Regions from separate parts of the Ovis aries genome. Here region 2 is linked to region 1. A link is a contact called in public Hi-C data. All regions are on one chromosome and are shown on one strand. The core of a region is the stretch at or near the end of the contact, and the rest is flanking DNA. Distances in the headings are between cores, read along the strand shown. Region 1 holds the start of TGIF1 (TGFB induced factor homeobox 1). Region 2 overlaps DLGAP1 (DLG associated protein 1).

Region 1 (6,448 bases), core at 2,029-4,528:
TCTTAGCCAAAAGGGCAGAGAAGCGATAGGGTCACAGAGTTGGACAGGACTGAGCGGCTGAACTGAACTGAAGGCACAATATAGAAACACGATGTTGAGAATAGAGAGGTTAAAAAGAAAAAAGGAAAGAGAAAAGAAAAAAGTTTAAAAAAAAAAAGAGTAGAGAGGTTAAAGGCTGTGCTCAACAATGATCTTTTTTTCTTTGTCCTGATGAGTTCAGATCCCCTCTGGGTAAAACAAGAAAAAAGGAGGCCCCTGGCTGCAGAGGTAAAAAGAGGGGCTGGGAAAGGGAATGCAGGCTTGGAGAAAAGTGATTACTAACAGAAGTAGTAGCACAAGTTAACTATTCAGGTAACTGACAGAATTATCCTGATAAGGCTGATAAAATCACCACACTGATGGGTTGTGGGTCCTTGAAAAGACAATGGGTGGCTTCTCCTTGAGCAGCCCAAGACCCTCTGACCTGAGATGTGAAGAGATGATTATAGAATCCTTATGTGGAGCCCAGCAGTCTGCGTATTTTATTCCAAAAAAAAAAAAAAAAAAATCTGTCCTTTAGTGAGGAGACACAAAAGGGATCCAGTGACTGTGAGTCATCCTTCCTCCACCTAAGACAGTGCTGGGTGGAATCAGACTTTATTATCCAATCACTTGATGGACCAAGTATCAAAATAACACAAAATGTACTGATACACTGGCTTATTTGCCTTTCCAAGTTTCATTTTTGAGTTTTTGCCTTTGAAGAGATTGCAGCTGTGAAAAGTAACTTAAGTCTCCGTCTTTTCTTGGCCTTGAGGCAGCCTGGAAAGATAAGACACCACATGGAACTATGTGTGCTTGGAGGGGGGAAAAAATAATGGTGTAAAACGTGAACAAGTATCTCTTCTTCCTTCTCACTCAGGCAGCATTCCAATATATATTAATATTCATATGAAGTTAGCAAATAATATGTTGTCAATGTGAATCCACATTTTCCCCCCAAAACACGGGAAAGAATCTTTAAAAGTCACTGGATCAGTTTTAAAGAGAGGGCCTGGCTGGTACACGAAGGGACTCACAGAGCCAGAACTGAAACTTGTTTTTCCACCTTGAGAGAAGCAAATAAACAAAAATATCCTAAGCAATTGCTGGTTCCTCAAGCCCACTCTGTGGGGCTGTCTTCTTGGCCTGTGTCACGCAGACTCCAGGCACTTTCTTCCAGAATGCACCAAAATTTCAAATCTAAAGACAAGTTTAGGACAGGCTCTGGTGGGGGGCGGGGAGGTGTGTGTGTGCCGTGTATCACCCAGAAGGGTTCCCGGGTTCCTCCTAGGGGCGTCTTGCCAGCTTTAGTGACTGCTTCGATGTGATTCGCTTGAGCAAAAAGGTGAGCATTGCCCGGATCAAGCCGGACTTCCAGCGAGAGAGGAAAATTTGACCTTTTCCTCCTCCTCGCAGTTTCAAAGAGACTGTTAATCCTCTGCGCCGCTTCCCCCTTCCCCTGCAAAGTTGGTTTACTAGCTGTAAACTCCGTTCCCATCTCGGTTGTCCGAGAATCGCCGTCAGGAGCTAAGCTGACTTGGCCGGAGAAAAGGACACCTTTGTGCACAGAAGGAGAGCCCCCGCGTGGCCGAGCGGAGCCACGCGGAAGGAGGAGACGTTTCAGGCGCGCGCCGGAGCCGGCGGCCGGGGGAGGGTGAGGCCCACCCGGAGGCAGCGTGTTTCGTGGAGCCGCTTCGAAAGCGGCCGAGGCAGTCGGAACGGCTTTCGAAGTCAGCAAACAAAGCGTCTCCGCAGTAACCGCCCGGCTCCGGGGGAGGCTCCTGCCACTCAGGCGGCGGAGGCGCAGCGCAGGCGCCGGGCTCCTCCTCCCGCGCCCTTCCCCCCGCCCGCCTAGCTCCCAGTCCCCAACGGCCGCGAGCCGCCAATCCCGGCGACCGGCCGCCCTTCAAACGCCTAGAGCGCCGCGGCCCCGGAATCGGCGGCCCCCTACCCGCCCGGCGTCGGTGCTGCGCGCGGGCGCAGCCGCTGATTCGTCTCCAGGCGGGCAGGGAAGAACCCCCAAGGGGCAGGGGAGCCTCCGGGTTGGTTTCCCCCCAGGTCTCGGTACCCCTCTCGGCCGTTTCAGACGCGTGTTCTCTTAGGTGCCGAGCCGTCGGCACACCGCACGGGGAGGGAGGGGAATCGAAAGGTTGCCGCCTTTTTAGAGTGACGCTATTTTCCTTGTTTATTCATCTTAAGTCCTGTAATTGGAAAAAAAAAAAAAAACACACACACACACGCAAGCTTTGTAAACTCTGGCCTTAAGTCACTCTGGGGGTGGGGTGGAGTGGGTGGGTGCCTTGTTTTGGGAGGGTGAGTGGGTGGGAGGCTGGCTTTAATTTTCAGTGTAATCCGACAACAGAGGCTCCAAAGTTCTAGTCAGTCATGGTTTGGCCGCCTTATTTCTTCTTGGGTTGAACCTTATTTCCACAGAACTTCTGCCGGTTCTTCATCGAGGTTACAAAACAAAGACAGTGCAGAGCACAAGCTGGAGGCAGACTCGGGCGCTGACGTCTCTACCGGGCTCATGTTTTTTTTTTTTTTTTAATGATGGGGAAAGTATTAGTGTGGCATGTGACAGTTCGTTGACTTCAAAACAACGGGACAGACACGCAAGAACTACACCCAGAGGAGAGGGCGGAGAGGGGGCTGCATTTCTTGAAATCAGCCTAAAGCATCTGGACTTTTAAAATGGGTAGTTTCATCCAGGAACTCCCGCTGGAGCCTGCCTAACTCTCAACCAAAATAAACTAACAGGAACATGTGTTTACCTAATAGTTTCTGTTTGAAATACCGGGGCGTGGGGGTGGTGGGGGAAAAGAGGTCCCCTAGCAGGATAAGTCCTGAGTAGACTGTTTACCGAGACAGGCGAGGGGGTCCGGGGATGGGGTGTCAGGCCGAGTCTCAGGCGGGGCGGGCGCGCGTCCCGGCCATCCCCAGGCACCGACTTTTAAAGAGCATGTGAGCATGACAAGTGTCTGTCCGCAACATGTCAGATTTCGAAACTGCTTTGCAATCCAGTCCGGAACTCGCAGCTTTAGCCGGGGGCAACAGACTTTCGCCTAGGGTGTCTGGGTCTCATCCTCCTCCCCATTCCCCCGCCCGCCCCCCCCCCCACTGTTGCTTTGGGAGGAAGAGCCCCGAGAGGAGAAGGGTGCGTCGCTCCGCGCCCGCGCGTGTCAATGGCAGCAGTGCGTCCTGGAAGAAGTTGATTCTTTTCCCGAATACTTTTCTTGGGCAGCCCCGCCCCTTGAATCAGCAGCGGCTGTCTACTCCTGCGGCCCGAGTCGGGCCGGTGGAGTTGGGGCAGCTGTCAAAATCGAAAGGGGAGGCTTTTTCTTCCCTGGGGTGGAGGAGGGAACGGCATTCCGCCCCCCACCCCATCTGTTGCAATTTCCTAACCAAACGCACCCTCGCCAGACCCTGGAAGAAAGGCCCAAGGGAGCAACCCAGGGCGCTTGGCTGGTGTCGCCCGCAACCCGGGGATGCGGGCGGCGGGCGCGCGGCGGGGATGAGCTCGTGAGCTCGGCCGTCCCCACGAGGGACCGGTGACAGCCGCCCCGGCGACGCGGCCCGGGTGCTCAGAGCGATCCTAGGCTGCTGGAAGGTGCGGGGGAGGGGCGGAGGAGCGGCTGGGCGGGCGGGGGACGGGGCGGGCGGCTGGGGGCGGAGGCAGGACCTCCGGTACCTTCCCTCCTTGCCTCGCTCACTCTGACAGCGCCGAGGTGCGCCGAGCAGGAGCCGCGAACAAAGGAGCGGAGTGGGGAGGGGAGCGAGTTAGGCTAGGGAGCGTCCCCGGCCCGCTGCCAGAAGATCCCGGCGGGAGGAAGCCCGAGTGTCACTTGAATTCCGCCCGAGGAGCGGGCGCCTGGGATTCGAGTGCCGCCGTGTTTAGCAATAACGGCTGGAGCGCGTCCTCCAAGTTACGGGAGAGTCGGCCGGGAAGGAGGACGACCGCTCGGCCCCTCCGTCCCCGCTCCTGGCCCCTGGAGACCCCCGCTGTCGCCTGGCACTGGCCGGGGAACTCCAGAATGAAAAGCAAGAAAGGTAAGGCTCGCGGGCGGCGCGCGCCTTGGGCGCGGGTCCCGGGGCAACGTGCTCGCCGGGCGGCGCGGGTGACTCGGACTTTTCCGCCCCGGGGGGCTCGGAGGCCTGAGCCGCGGCCGTCCTCTTTGTGGAAGCTGTGTCTGGAACGGCCGTTGCTGTGTTCCTTCCAGACACAACACGAGGGGCTGTTGTGGGGAGACGGGCCTCTCCACGCTGCTGGCACGTTGTCAAGAAGCACGCTCCGCGCCTTGTTTGTGCGCCTCCAAGTTTCATTGTCTCCAAACCGACACCCCACGCTCCGCCGAGCCGCCGCGTGGCTTCTCGCGGGCGGGGGAGTGGGGTCCCGAGTCGGGGGATACCCCCGTCCCGCTTTTCTCCGTCGGGACCCGGGGTGGCCCGGCCCGCGGAGTCTTGGCGCTTTGTCTGAAAGTTGGGCTCCGGGGCTCCCCACTCGCTCCCGGCAGAGTCCGGGCACGACTTCTCCCGGGATGGGGCGTTTTCACCTTCGGAGGAACGCGACTCTGGATCCCAGATCGCCCCCGGGGGTCGGTTCCTTTGGAAAGTTATATTTTCCAGAATTCCTAGCCTCACAAAAGTTTTCCCACGATGAATCTGGGGCAAGAGGAAGAGTTAGGACTGAAGGCGTGCAGTGAGAACGAGTCCAAGTGTGACATGCAAAGAGCGAGCCTGTCATTGTTTCCACCAGGCCTTCTGGAAGCTTTACAACTGAAACTTGCCGTCAGTCTGGTTTTAAAAACAAAATACACAGAAAGAAACAGAAAAAAAAAAAAAAAACCACCACCACGAAAGGTCAAAGAATGTTAACTCCCTTTTGAAGTTAACTTTTGAGTCCCGGGCAGGGAGGCACCCCGAACGTTCCGTCGTGGGCCGGAGCTGGCTTTTCTGTTGTGATTTATGTCGAGTGGTTCAAAACAGAAGTTAATCGCTGGGGGAAGCCAGCGCGGGGGTGGGGTGGGGGGGGGGGGTGGCGGGGGTTGTGCCGCGCATGCTCAGAGTGGCTCCTGCTCCACGTTCTTCAGACTTGTCGGGCTACTGCGGTTCAGACTCAAGTTAGAGCGGGGCAGCCCGGGACCGAAACCGTGTGTCCTCGGCCACGTTTTCACTTTGGACTTACGTTCGATTGACCCCAGGCCGGTGACTCAAACACACAGATCCCCGCACGTCCCGCTTTGCGGGCGGGAGTCAAACTCAACGTTCCCGGGGTGGGTGGGGGGCGTTGGTAGTTGAGGTTGGACCAACTCCCCGCGTCCCCTCGCCAAGGACCTGGCGGGGCTCAGAAATTTGGATGTTTAACTGGACTGGGCGAGAAAACGCGCGGGGAGCACACAGGGGGCGTCGGTATCGTGTCAGTTCGGAGAGGGCTGACAGGTTCAGACCGTCCCCGGGAGGGAGGCGTTCCCTCCCTCGTGGAGAACTGCCGGGAATAAGTTGGGGAAAGGGTGTATCTGATGGGTCCCCCTAGGGGTGCGAGAGCAGGGATTGGCTTGCCCCATTGTTCGGGTTCTGGCGGGGGCGGCAGTGATGATCCTCCCCGGCTACCCCCGGGCTCTGGGGCATCCCCTCCCCACCATGCCTCCCGTTCCGCTTCCCTCGAAGCCCCCCTCCCCCAGGCGGGGCCCTGCACGAACCCGCCGGTCCCTGAGGAATCTCCGGGGAGCGCTGCCCCGGGGCGCGCGGTCCTGCCGCCGCGCGCCGACTCATGGAAACAATGGAAGGTGACGTGTTGGAGGGGAAACTTCGCCGACTGGTTCAGAGCTCGTGCGGGGGAGCAGAGGCTGCCGAGGTGGCCCGGCTTTCTTTCCCTTTTTAGGTTTTTCTGGCAAATCCTCCGCGGGTGGGCAGGCCCCTCCGGACGTTGAGATTCACGGCCCGGTTTCTAGTTTCTTCTTGTAATCTGAAACTCCTAGGCCTGGGCGAGCTCTCTCGCTCGTGAGCTCGGAGGGGCTACTGCGGCGGGGGCCGAAGAACTGGCGGAACAAAAGCCTGCGGGCCGGCGGGGGCCAGGCTCCTCCCTCGGCTCGTTCCGCCCGGCCCTGCCTGCCCCCGCCCCGGCCTCCGGCCACCTGGGGGCCCCGCGCCCAGCGGCCTCCGCCCGGGCTCCGGAAGAGACCTGGCCCCGCCGGGTTCGCCGAGTCCGACTATTGTCTGTCTGTCTTACGAAAGTCTGTGAAACTCTTTTCAAGTTTTGTTGAAAATAGAAGCACTTTTTAAAAAGTCAATCGTGGAGCCAGGGGGTTGGTTAAGACTGGTTAGTGATAATAGTGTCCCGCCTTAGAAAACTGAGGATGCCAAAAAGATCTCCCTTAAGTGTCTTTGCTCCCGGCTCCTGACGGGATGGGCTCCTTGGATCTAGTGTCTG
Region 2 (6,448 bases), core at 1,743-4,242, 120 kb after region 1:
CAGATGCTTTACTATCTGAGCCACCAGGGAAGACTCCTCTTCTGTTAAAGAGCTTCCTATACTTGGGTCCTTAAGCGTCTCCGTTGAACCTTCACGAGCACAGTGACCAAAAGCCCTTTTCTGAATCTCTTGGTCAAACGTGCTTGGAATTTGTAAGTTCTTGGATTGTAGAAACTGATAAGTGTGACACACCCCGGGAGCATGTGGATACTAAGGCGTCTGTCTGCTGCTGCTAAGTCACTTCAGTCATGTCTGACTCTGTGCGACCCCATAGACGGCAGCCCACCAGGCTCCCCCATCCCTGGGATTCTCCAGGCAAGAACATTGGAGTGGGTTGCCATTTCCTTCTCCAATGCAGGAAAGTGAAAAATGAAAGGGAAGTCGCTCAGTCGTGTCCGACTCTTAGCGACCCCATGGACTGCAGCCCACCAGGCTCCTCTGTCCATGGGATTTTCCAGGCAAGAGTACTGGAGTGGGGTGCCATTGCCTTCTCCGGTCTGTCTGCTGGAAGAGATGAAATAGTCACGCTGCAAGTAGCTGCCAGGTCAGGTTTTGGTCTCTGGTTTTCAGAACCTCTGAAGGCTTCTAGTGGCTCAGTAGTAAAGAATCCACCTGTCAGTGCAAGAGACACAGGAGACTCAGGTTTGATCCTTGGGTCGGAAAGATCCCCTGGAGAAGGAAATGGAGAATTCCATTAACAGAGAAGCCTGGCGGGCTATAGCCCATGGGGTTGCAGAGTCACTGAAGGATGGTGGCCACGACTTCAGGTGCCTCGGGCATCAGAGCCTCCTTCTCCCAGGCTTGTCTGGCCCTGGATAGAACTCTGTCCCAGTCCGGCCCAGGAGGAGAGTGGTAGATGGGTAGTGACTGGGCGGTGGTGGGCTTGCCCTGGTGGGCGGGCAAGGTTTCTATATCTTAAAGGAAAAGAGGAATCGAAGATCAAATTCAATAATACGTCTAACAATCTCTCTCTTTCCTTCACCGTGTGGAGTTCTGGATGTTTGTTGGTTTGTCACTGTGTGTTTTCACATGCTGTCCTTAGAAACATCTTTTTTTTAAAAATAATGGTAATAGATGCTAAGTCGCTTCAGTCATGTCCCATTCTTTATGACCCCATGGACTGTACCCGCGGGGCTTCTCTGTCCACGAGATTCTCCAGGCGAGAATACTGGAGTGGGTTGCCATTCCCTTCTCCAGGGGATCTTCCCGACCCAGGAATCGAACCCTCGTCTCCTGCATTGGCAGGAGGGTTCTTTACCATTAGCGCCACCTGGGAAGGGGGACTAATAGCGGCTTTTAACTGGCATCTTTCTACAGTGCGGAATGTTATCTTCATATTTTCACTTTCATGCATTGGAGGAAATGGCAACCCACTCCAGTGTTTTGGCCTGGAGAATCCCAGGGACGGGGGAGCCTGGCGGGCTGCTGTCTGTGGGGTCCCACAGAGTTGGACACGACTGAAGCGACTTAGCAGCAGCAGCAGTAGTCTGATGTGTCCTTGGAGATAAACACTTCGTATCTGCAAGACTGTGTGTCTTCTGTATGTGTTTTGAGTCATCCCTTCCATCATTCTCTTCCCCATTCTCACCCCCTACCCTCAGCTGTGATCTGACTTCAGGGGAAAAGAGATAGAAGTAACATTCTTCTCGGCCCACCCTAATGTGTCCTGACAGGACAGTGGTTCTGCGCTAAGTCCAGGCTGGGTGCAGCGCTCACCTGATACAACTCAGGAGTCGCCACAACTGAACGACTAAGCACAGCACAGCACAGCTCAGGACACTTGTCTAAAAGTTTATCTGCAAGAGCATTCCTCGTTCACTAAAGCTCTACCCAGGACACAGTCGGAAAATCGTCTTCAAAACAGAAGCTTTTATCCCACATTTCCAACCCAAGAGATAACCCAGAGAATCCATGTAAAACAAGCTTGATTTAAGAGTAAACCAATGTGTGTCAGTGAACTGAAAACAGAAGTACATAAAGCACTAATTTTTAAAAAAATCTAAAACAAGGGTACAGGCACATGTATAGCAGTCCCTTCAACTCTTCACCTGAAACTATCCCAGCAGTGTTAATCGGCCATCCTTCAATACGAGTAAAAAGGGTTTTTTTTTTTTAATCTTAAAAAAGTAAATAAAAGAAGCCCTGAACTGTCTCCTGGTGTAACCTTGGCTAGTAAAAGTGATTCATTTTGATTCTTTTGGATTTCTACTATCATAGGGGAAGGGTTTTATTAATCAACTCTTTGAAAAAAGCAACTATGCCCACTGCAAAGCTACCAAATGAGAATTCTAAACTATTCTGTGGGTTGTTCGTTTGGGGCCGTGGTTAGAATGTCAAGCTCCTGTTATGGGATTGGCTGGCAGTTGCAATTTACACCATTCATCCGTAAGTGGCTGAAGTGCAGGAATGCGGAAACTGGAGGAAACCACCAGCGCTGGTCTTTGGATCAAAATTAACTACCAATAATGAGTTAGGAAATTGATCCCAGTGAAGGGAAAGCATCTTAATGGCCACCGCTCAAAGGTTCAGCCCCTTTCAGTTGCTGATAACCTTGTCACGTCTCCAGATAAAAGGCAGCCTTGTCACCCCCAGGCACCTGGCTGTGAGGTAATAAAACGGTTACCTTATCTTCTAAGGGTGGGGTTAGTCCAACCTCAGCCCAAAGTAATTACAGTAAACTGAAATTGCCTGTCATTTACAAAAAAGGGGGAGGGAAAGGCCTAAATCGGAGGAGATGGTTGTCTCACCCTCCCTGGATTTTAAAAAAAGGAAGGAACAAAACAGCCAAAAGTCTTCCAGGGAGTTGAGAAAAACAGCCCGGTGTGGCTGCCGGCTCCTGGGGGGTCAGGATGGCTGCCGGCTCAGGTCCCCGTGACGACCTGAAAAAGAGGCTCAAGCTGATGAAAATCCGAGCAATCTTCTTAGGAGCCGTCCTTTCTAAATGTAAATGCCTGAGAGACAGAGCCCTGCCAGGGACGGGAGGAAGTCTCAGCCACACCGAGTGACTCATCCAGCACTGTTAGCTCCGGCAGTCGGATAAAAAGTTCCAGGGAAAGCAGCAACAAATCTACTTTAAATACTAGCACAGAAAGGAAATTCCTCTCTTTCAGGCCGAATGCTGTCCACACAAAAGAGCTCCTGTCGACATCTCATTTACAGTGCCCCCCAGGACACCGACAGGACCATTTCAATAAACCCGGCTCAGAAACACCTATTGTTCAAAATCTTCAACTAGCCACAGGCTACCACCCCTCCCTATTGTTTTGTAAAAGAAAAGATTTAGAAGGAGCCAGATTGGGACTCTGGAAAGCTCTGAAAAGGGGAAGGAAAAAAAGCCCCTTTGACCTGATGCTGTCGGAGAGCGTGCGTGAAGAATAAAGTTAATGGATTTTCAGTTTTTACAAGAAGTGCATAAGCAACGCCTGCTCCCTTCCTGAATTAGCGATCGGGGGTTCTAAAAGTGGTGCCAACTTTGTAAAGCAGTTAGCTCCTGCCAACGGTCTGCTACATGAAAAGTCAGAGGCTATACTTACCCTGTTCTCAGTCTTAGAAAAGCTGGTGTCAGCCACAGCAAAGAACCAGGTGAGACTTTGATCTGGGATATTTCCTGGGGATGTGAGCTTGCCTGTTCTTTCTAAGTAGGATTTTGAGGCTCACTGCAGAGCCCCCCCCCCACCCCCGCCCCGAGGAATGATTTATTCCTTTTCAGTGCCACCATTTTGCTCCCTCTTTTAGTAAAACGTGACCATTTTCTGGAGTTACATAATTTAATCTTTAGATGGTTTTTCTTCAGATAGAACGCAAATGATTTTCTTTAGGTAGACCTCAAATGAAGGGCTACACTTGTATTGACCAAACAAAATGGGCTTTTTTTTTTTTTTTTTCAAACACCTAGTATCTTTACCCTCCAGGTAGATTCTTCAAGTTAACATACCCCCTCTTAGCCAGACACATTTTCATACCAAGTTCAAGCCACAACCTCTTAATTCCTTTGGGTCCTAACCCTCTTCTCTCTTAAATCCTTCTGGAATCTTCCCACCTCCTACAATCCTCCTTTCTGCTTTCCTGGATCCTGTTATCTCCTCTCTGGAGGATGACAGCCAAAATTCCTGCCTCGAGGTGCCTCAGACTACCAGGTGTGACTTATTAATGGGTCATGAGTCAATTGAGGTGGGTCCTGCAGTTTCACCATTAAAAAAAGAAAAGAAAAAACGGAGTGGATTAGAAAACTTAAGAGTGTATCAAACAAAGGCAGTTTTGTGGCGCTTGTTTTGATGTGTGTCCCCAGGTCTGGGTACCTCCTGGGTTAGCATGTAAAATGTATCTTGTTTGTCCAAAGAGCTTGAGAAATATTTTTTTCTAAACAGTCTCACTGAGTCTGTCTGGTCCTCGCCTCCAAACTACTGTACACACTCCGAGCAGCTGCGGGAGATTCTGAATGTATCCAGCTGACAGTTCTGCCCTCGGGATAAAGACCAGCGTCCAGGGCTTTGGAGATTCCGAATTACTTAGTTTCTCATCTTTAAGGTCTCAGAACTCCACATCCTCTTGACAGCTTTTACCTTTGGATGTTCGAGCCATCGAGCTCCCTGGCCTCTGCAGATGGAATTTCCCTGCAGGAACTTGCTGCTCTCTTTCCCCTTCATGTACCAGCTGGGGTGTCACCTCTTCCAGGAAGGCTTCCCGAAGCCCTCCTAAATGCCTTCTCTTAGTTCTCATAAGAACACTTCAGTTTTTATCTGACAGAGCCCTTGCTGCGTCATGATTATCTTCAGTTCTTTACTGGACTTCAGGTTCCCAGGGGTGTCCCGTAAATATTTGGAGGGGTAAATATTGTGCATGGAGTGTGTCACATCTTAGCTCACATTTTTTTCCTACAAACTCATTTGGATAGTTATTATAAAGTATACTAGCTATCTCTCAAGGCCTTAGTTTTCATTCTTTGACTGAAGTCTCTTGTTCATTTTCTCTTGAAACACAACCCAATTAATTTCTAAATTCACTGGACTCCTTTTAAAAATCAAAATGTTAATAAAACACGGGGGGGAGCTACTGGACTTTTGGCTGGTCACTCACCCTCTCTGAGTCCCAGCTTGTAAGGAGGAGCAGAGCTCCATGATCTCTAAGATCTTTTCCAAGCTGCCACTCTGAACCTCTGCCTTGAACTTTCTGAGGACCAGAGAGGTTAAGTAACTTTCCCAAAGTCATACGGCTCTCTGGTGGAAGGACACTGTTTGTCTTTCAGTAGATTTTTAACAGCATGCAGCAAGCAAACCATTTACCCAGAAACCAGTAGTGCCACTAACAAGGGTGCCTGAAAGAGAATCATAAAAAAAAGAAAAAGAGGGCTTAAAAAAGACAAAAGCCAACAGCATTCATAACAGATTCCTGCCCAGGCAGGTTCCAGCATTTCTAAAAGCAGCTTTGCTCTTGTTTGCTGTTAGATACAGAGATGTTCAGATTTCCTTTTAAGAATTGAAAGTGCAGGGTCTTCCCTGGTGACCCAGTGGCTAAGACTCTCTGCTCCCAATGCAGGGGGCCTGGGTTTGACCCTTGGTCAGAGAACTAGATCCCACATGGCACAATTGAGACCCTGTGTAGCCAAATGTATATTGAAAAAAGTAGAAGTGCAAAATTAAACTCTTGCTCATCCTGACCCCTTGCAGGGGCTGCTTCGAAGAGGACAGACAGACAGAGGCTTTCTGAAAGTGCCAATGTGAACATTCTAGTGGCTTTTCTAGAGCTGAAGCTCCCGTGCCCTGACCTGATGTAACTCTGAGGACCAAAGCTGTAAACCAAAGCTGTAACTCACCAGATTGAGACTTGGCCTCAGTTCCTGTGCCCGGTTCCCCATTCCTCCCAACCAGAACTACCCCACAGACCTGGCTCTCAAGGATATACTTGTGTTATTTCCTCAGTTACAGAGCTAGGGGGTTAGACCTGCTCTGCAAAACAGAAAGTCAACAAACTAGAAATACACCCCTTTAGGGAAAAAAAGAAACAAAACAATGATAATCCTTCCCCTCCGCCCATGTTCTGTGCCATGCTTCACTCTGTAACTCAACTTGGATATTTATTTGTTGCTTTCCCCCTCTAAAGGGACTGGCAATACCTTGCCTTCGTTTGCCAGAAAATTTGAAGTCACTTTCGACTGCAACTCTAGATAAACACATTTAGCACCAAGTCGTGATAACCAAGTACTGGTCTGTGTATGATTTTTACTTTATTCTTTGGGCTTCTCGGAATTTTCCAGTTAAAAAACAACAGTGAACAGGCCTTACTCCTATAATCACAAAAAAGTACAAATGTCAGAATGAAAATTAGGTACACTAATATTTCTTCACTGCTGAGGCCTTATTAAATAGTTTTACTATAGATGGTTTTGTCTATTTTGTCTTTTTTTAAACCATTTGTTTTTGAAGGAAATTTTATACAATTGCCACATAAA

The links. Hi-C and Micro-C count contacts between places; a contact is called where the count stands out from the background.
Region 2: a Hi-C map of tail adipose tissue shows a contact between it and region 1, with 2.2 times the contacts expected there. The contact joins the enhancer-like site here to the promoter of TGIF1 in region 1. A contact is called at or near these places in 8 of 16 Hi-C or Micro-C datasets (blood, hypothalamus, liver and 3 more).

What each region holds. Positions count from the first base shown.
Region 1 is chr23:38,007,421-38,013,868 of ARS-UI_Ramb_v3.0, forward strand. It overlaps TGIF1 (TGFB induced factor homeobox 1), which reads left to right and starts at 3,279. Exons shown (of 3, transcript XM_042239656.2): 1 at 3,279-3,628.
Region 2 is chr23:38,125,954-38,132,401 of ARS-UI_Ramb_v3.0, forward strand. All of the region lies in intron 7 of DLGAP1 (DLG associated protein 1), which reads right to left. The region is part of intron 1 of LOC105604469 (a long non-coding RNA gene); the gene reads left to right. Among named protein-coding and RNA genes, the nearest start is that of TGIF1, 120 kb to the left of the region's middle. Within about 2 kb of position 2,993, at least 26 of the 54 cell types and tissues checked have an H3K27ac peak or open chromatin away from gene starts, as enhancers often do. A contact at or near this core is called in tail adipose tissue, where this site is marked.